Regions from separate parts of the Mus musculus genome. Here region 1 is linked to region 2. Evidence: chromatin contacts called from public HiChIP or PLAC-seq data. All regions are on one chromosome and are shown on one strand. The core of a region is the stretch at or near the end of the contact, and the rest is flanking DNA. Distances in the headings are between cores, read along the strand shown. Region 1 overlaps Gm36235 (a long non-coding RNA gene). Region 2 overlaps Gm5432 (a long non-coding RNA gene).

What was found. HiChIP or PLAC-seq counts read pairs in DNA pulled down with a chosen protein or histone mark.
Region 1: a contact with region 2 is called in an H3K27ac HiChIP or PLAC-seq map of embryonic fibroblasts, with 27 read pairs. The contact joins two enhancer-like sites. A contact is called at or near these places in 14 of 39 promoter capture datasets (the 3T3-L1 cell line, 3T3-L1-derived adipocytes, the C10 cell line and 9 more), 1 of 15 datasets of contacts at CTCF or cohesin (CD8 T cells), 18 of 484 Hi-C or Micro-C datasets (B cells, the C10 cell line, the C2C12 cell line and 11 more) and 5 of 115 datasets of contacts at active chromatin or transcription factors (CD8 T cells, double positive thymocytes, effector CD8 T cells and 2 more).

Annotation. Positions count from the first base shown.
Region 1 is chr12:16,005,506-16,008,205 of GRCm38.p6, reverse strand. It overlaps Gm36235 (a long non-coding RNA gene), which reads left to right. Exons shown (of 8, transcript XR_872507.1): 2 at 964-1,069. Among named protein-coding and RNA genes, the nearest start is that of Gm36235, 8.7 kb to the left of the region's middle. Within about 2 kb of position 1,320, at least 73 of the 459 cell types and tissues checked have an H3K27ac peak or open chromatin away from gene starts, as enhancers often do. A contact at or near this core is called in the C2C12 cell line and embryonic fibroblasts, where this site is marked.
Region 2 is chr12:15,831,396-15,834,095 of GRCm38.p6, reverse strand. It overlaps Gm5432 (a long non-coding RNA gene), which reads right to left. Exons shown (of 3, transcript XR_001780551.2): 2 at 1,059-1,451. Among named protein-coding and RNA genes, the nearest start is that of Gm5432, 16 kb to the right of the region's middle. Within about 2 kb of position 1,250, at least 46 of the 459 cell types and tissues checked have an H3K27ac peak or open chromatin away from gene starts, as enhancers often do. A contact at or near this core is called in the C2C12 cell line and embryonic fibroblasts, where this site is marked.

The sequences.
Region 1 (2,700 bases), core at 71-2,570, 170 kb before region 2:
CAGTGGGTCCCAGAGTTGTCAAAAGAACTATCAATAGTCCAAGGAAAAGAAAACAGATGACAGGGCTTGGAAATATTTTAACTGTCCTCTGTAAATGGTGGTTTCACATATGCAGGGGCAAATATAGCATGGCAGCCATGGTTTGCTTTATATCAAAAACTTTCTTTGGTTTTGTAGGGCTTGGGATTCTCTTTTCAAACTTGTTCTGCTCTGGAAATGCCACTCCTCTTGTTTGGCCATGATGTGCTTTCCTCCTCTCCTTCCTGTTAGGTATTGCATTAAGACAAAAGGAATTTAATGCCCAATTCTCCATCTCTAGCTCTGTGACTGACTTTAGGGGAAGCTCAGCCTGGGCAGGTACTACATCTCCACCCCAACGGAAAGAATCAGCCTCAAGACCTTTCTATCCAATCACGATGTTCTTCCCAAGGACAGGAGTCCTGCATGGCTGTCTATGCAGTAATGAAGAACAAGAGCCAAGGCTCATGTATTGGGGAAGTCACAGACTTTGTGGCTGGAGACCCAGAATGGTATCCAGGGGAATTGGGAAGGTTCCTTTAACTATCTAAAGAACACATTCCTCATTTTCAAAATTAAAGCAATGGAGCCTTCTCAGGATGTTGCTTTGAAAAATGTATAGAATATCTTGTTAACCCCTGGACCACAGAAGAATTCAATACATACTAGTTAGCATTTTTATAGACAGAGCTCATGTGGCATACAGCAGAGTCATCACACAGCACCTATCCGATCTCTAAAAGGATAGATGCATTTAAACCCTATTCAAATTCAACAAGTTTACTTACAATTTCTTTTAACTTCAGCAAACAATGAAGCTGTTATTATTTCTATGTTAGATGTGAGAGAATGAGGGTTAAATGGTATAATTGAAACAATTATTTTCTGGATAATGTATTGGGTATCTTTGACCATTAAGGAGAGTATATAATTACGTTCTTACAGTGTTACTAGAAGGCAACACTGAAGTTGAAAACAATATGGTGTCCTACACCTTCAGTGTCTGTGAAGCTTCAAGACTATTATACTTCCTGGCAGTATGTTCCAGAAGGTATGTTCTGTCCTGTCCATGTAGCATATAGTGTCCTGATGCTGTATTATGAGTCTTTTTAACAACTCAACAACCCATTTCACAGGGAAAGGGAGTGAGGTCCAGAGTCAGAGTACTACTTCAGTCCCACAAGGCTGGTGAGCTTCAATCAAGATCCAATCCCAGACCAGGGTGTCTGCAGTGCTCTGTTGTTCTCCACAACATCACACCACCTCCCACGGTTTCCAGAAATAGAATTAGTAAGCTCAGCATGACTCATGGTCTTCCTCGCCACAAAGTCATCTCAAAAATCTTTGGCTTGGAAACAACTTTGAAGGGTAACACGTCAAGCAAGGATCCTCCCTCCGCTATAGTGAGAGAATTTCTCTTGTGACATCCATCAAGAAACCAGAGGGCACTGGGACACATGCAGGCACACAGAGTTGAATTCATAGAGGGACGCTCACCAAGGTGGGAATGGCATTTAAGTCTACTGATTCGGACCTCACTCGCCACACAGCTAATGGTGCTAAGGCCCAGAGACATTTGTTAGGTATCTTAGAAGTATGCTTTGAATAGCATAGACCCATGTTATTGAGAAGAATGTTCTAGGGCAGAGATGCCAGATCCCAGGGCTACAACTGAAGAACTGAAAAAAAAAATCACACCACCAAACCACAGGACATTCAGCCTCAAAGATTCATTGCTAAACCTCCAACTCACTGTGGCAAGATCTTTTCCTTCCACACTGCTCGCAAACAATTGAAAAGACATGCTCTCAAGTTGTTGCCTCTTTCCTTTCTGTCCAGTCTCCTTGACAAAATGGAACGATCAACTCCAAAGCCTGAATCAGTGAGAGAGCGAGCAATAATCTTAGCCTCTTTTTCATGTCTAACCCTGTAAAGGGGGTATTCTAGTTTTATTTCTGTCACTGTGATAATGTTCCCTGACTAAAAGCAACTTAGAGAAAGAAGAGTTTTATTTTAATTTACAATTTCAGGTTATGTTCAGTAATTTCAAAGTAATCATGGAAGCAGGCATATTAGTTGGCTGGCCCCACCACGTGTAGTCAAGAGCTTGCTTTTGTATGGTCAGCTGCTACTTTCTTTACTGTCACACAGTGCAGGGTCCAGCCTATGAAATGATGTCACCCACATCCAGAGTGGGTCTTTCTATATCAATTAGCAGCCAAGACCCCCTACAGATGTGCCTAGAGTCCAACCTGATCTATACAATTGCTCATGAAGACTGTCTCCCCAGATAATTCTAAGTTGTGTCAAGTTGACAATTAAAACTAACCAACATAGGAAACTTTGCCAGAATTAATCTCCTAGGAGGGCTGGGGGTGAATCATGTACTAAATTTGTCTGTATTACGGGCAAATTGCCACAAGGGGAAAGGTTTTCTATGCGAAGCTACTGGGAAGTGAGATTATTACTTACCTTTGACACAAAATCTCACTGTCCAGCCCAAGCTGGCCTTGAACTCATGACCCATCCTCCTTGATCTTCCAAGTGCTGAGATTCCAAGAGAGAATCAGTGTCCTGTTGACATATAGGGTCTTCACAGTTCATATCACATGTGATGGGTTGTAGAAACTAAGTGGAAAAAAAAATCTTCTATAGGATGTGTTTCCAAGACTGAGTGCACTC
Region 2 (2,700 bases), core at 1-2,500:
AGGTTAAGGCCTGCTGCTTTTATTGACCTTCAGGTGTCTTTTTTGTTTGTCTTATTTTTTATTACTTCCTTTATTTATTTATTTATTTTGAGAATTCTGTGCATAGATATGCATATACAATTTAAATGGAATTTCCTTATCTGGATTGACAACGACCCCTCTGAGACCCAAAGATCATGTAATGACGTTTTTACCTCAACATCAGGCATGTGAAGCCCTCCTTTGCATTGTTGGTGAGAACGTCTAAGAGACTCCCAAAACATAGAGCCTATTGTTATTGGCCTTGGTTGCCTCTCAGAGGTGTAAGGTAAGTCCCTATTGCTGAAGGTATCATGCACTTCAGATGTAGGACCCAGGGTTACCTGAGCTGGAACTAAGCCAAATGCCTTTCCCTAGAAACTAGTTTTCATGGTACCAGACAACGCCATGCAAGCTGCCAAGGGAAAGAAACAGCCAACAGTCCTACCCAGCCGTGTTGACTATGAACCACAGCCATGCTCAGCATGGTAAAATAGCCCTAAGGATGCAGCAGTTCTCTAACTGGGCCTAAGATCCTTTTTTTGTTTTTGGTTTTTCGAGACAGGGTTTCTCTGTGTAGCCCTGGATGTCCTGGAACTCACTTTGTAGACCAGGCTGGCCTTGCTTCCCGAGTGCTGGAATTTAAAGGCGTGTGCCACCATGCCCGGCTGGGCCTAAGAGCCTTAAACAAGAAGAAAACCAAGTCTTACAAGTATCTTAATTTCCCTTACTCGTTTTCTGTGACTAGGAGGCATGCATCTCATACTTGAACTTTACCTGAAGCTGGGAATGGTGGCTTGCTGCAAATTTGCAGTCAGCCTTGCCTGTACATGAGATCCAGGCCAGCCTAGGTTCCAGACTGAGAGTCAGTCTCAGAAGGAAAGCTGGTCCTTAGTAAGATTCTGGCTAATCAGAATATGAACACTGACACAACCTCAATACTCAAGGTCTCTTTTGAAATGTACAAGGATCAGAAGTCAGCCTGGGGGTGGGGTCGGGGTTCTGCACGCCTCTCCTGAGAAGACCGGGGACCAGCTCACCTGTGTCTCCAGCCAGGATGATAGACACGCACCGCAGAAAGCGCCTCTTCTCCCATTGTGGGCCCGCTTTCCTCTATGGAGTCAGCTCTCCTGAGCTGTGAACCACAGCCATTTCTGCAAGCTTTGGAGCCTGCGGGCTGAGGACATGAATGAACTGAGTCATTCCACAGAGCTTCATTAATTTTAAGGCAGTTTAAGATATCTGAGTCACAGGCTTCAGTCATTTAGACTTTCCCAGCTGCCACTGTGCTTGCCCACACACGTTTCTCTTCAAAGATTGCATCTGTGGCTAGATGTGTGGCACTGCCCACTCTCCATCAGTTTCTGAGAGAAATCAACCTCAGAGATGGATGCAAGGGTGACAAGATATCCATTTGCCGTGTGCATCTTAGCCTGCAGGAGGGTTTAATGAAATTAGCAGTCAGTTGTCTTCATTCACATTCATTCCACCACAGACATGTGAAATTCCAAATTCTATACCCAACATAATATTGTACCCAGCCTCCCAAGGAAGCTCAGCTATGCCATATGGTGACTCCACTCACTACACAATATTTAGCAACTTGGTGAACAAGGAATGAATCATATCTTAACCATCTTGGCCAAATATTGTTTTATATAGCAACAGTATTAGTAATATATATGTTTTACTAAAAAAAAAAAAAAAAAAAAAAAAAAAAAAAAAAAACAGTAGTACTTCCTGCTACGCCCACTGAAAATTAAGAACTAGACCTCACTGGAAGTAGACTGCACAATAAAAGAGTTCTTGCTCATTAGCAATCTTCAGTTCAACACTGCACTATACATACGATACTCATTAGCAATCTTCAGTTCAACATTGCACTGTACATATGATACATTCAGAATGTCTGCTTTTTCTTTTCCTCCAGAGCAGCTGCTAGGATTGAGCAATAGTCTCCCAGGGTAACAGAGCAAGGAATCCTGGGGCATTTCCCTGATTCTGAAAAACAAAGAACTTGTAGCCACAAGGAGAGGAGTCCTGAAGCTCTCTCCTTCCTACTAGAGAGAATCCCTTATAATCCCAGGAAAACAAAAGCCTTATCCAGTCTCTGTTGGGGGAAGGTGTCCTGTGGGGACTGGGTGACCACTTTCCTCCTGGAGCCTCAAGTTTGTCATTCAACAAAGATAATGAAAAAATTGTTAAAACATAATGTTGCAGGCTAAATCCTTGTTGTAGAAGATGTAGGGACTGTCTGGGACACGTACATTCACACACACACACAAACACACACACACACACACACACACACACACACACACACACACACACATAGTTATCATCCCATTCAGTAAACATACAAGTTGACAACTGAAAGATGCTGAGATTGTTGCAATCAAGTGTGATGTGACTCTGGTAGAGCCATATGCTGAGTAGACTATCTCACAAAGAATAGCAGCTCTACAGGAGAGTCCCTGAAGATGCCCAAAATGAAGTGTGAATGATCAAACATAATTAGGGAGGAAAAAATGTTATTTATTCCAGTCAAGAACTTGATCCTTTCTTATTGGAGAATAGAATGTAGTGACATAGAGTTGCAGGGAATAGGCTATCTTTATAGCAATCAAGGAATATGGGATAGCATTACTAAGCTAAAGCATTATTTTATGAATATCAAGGAAG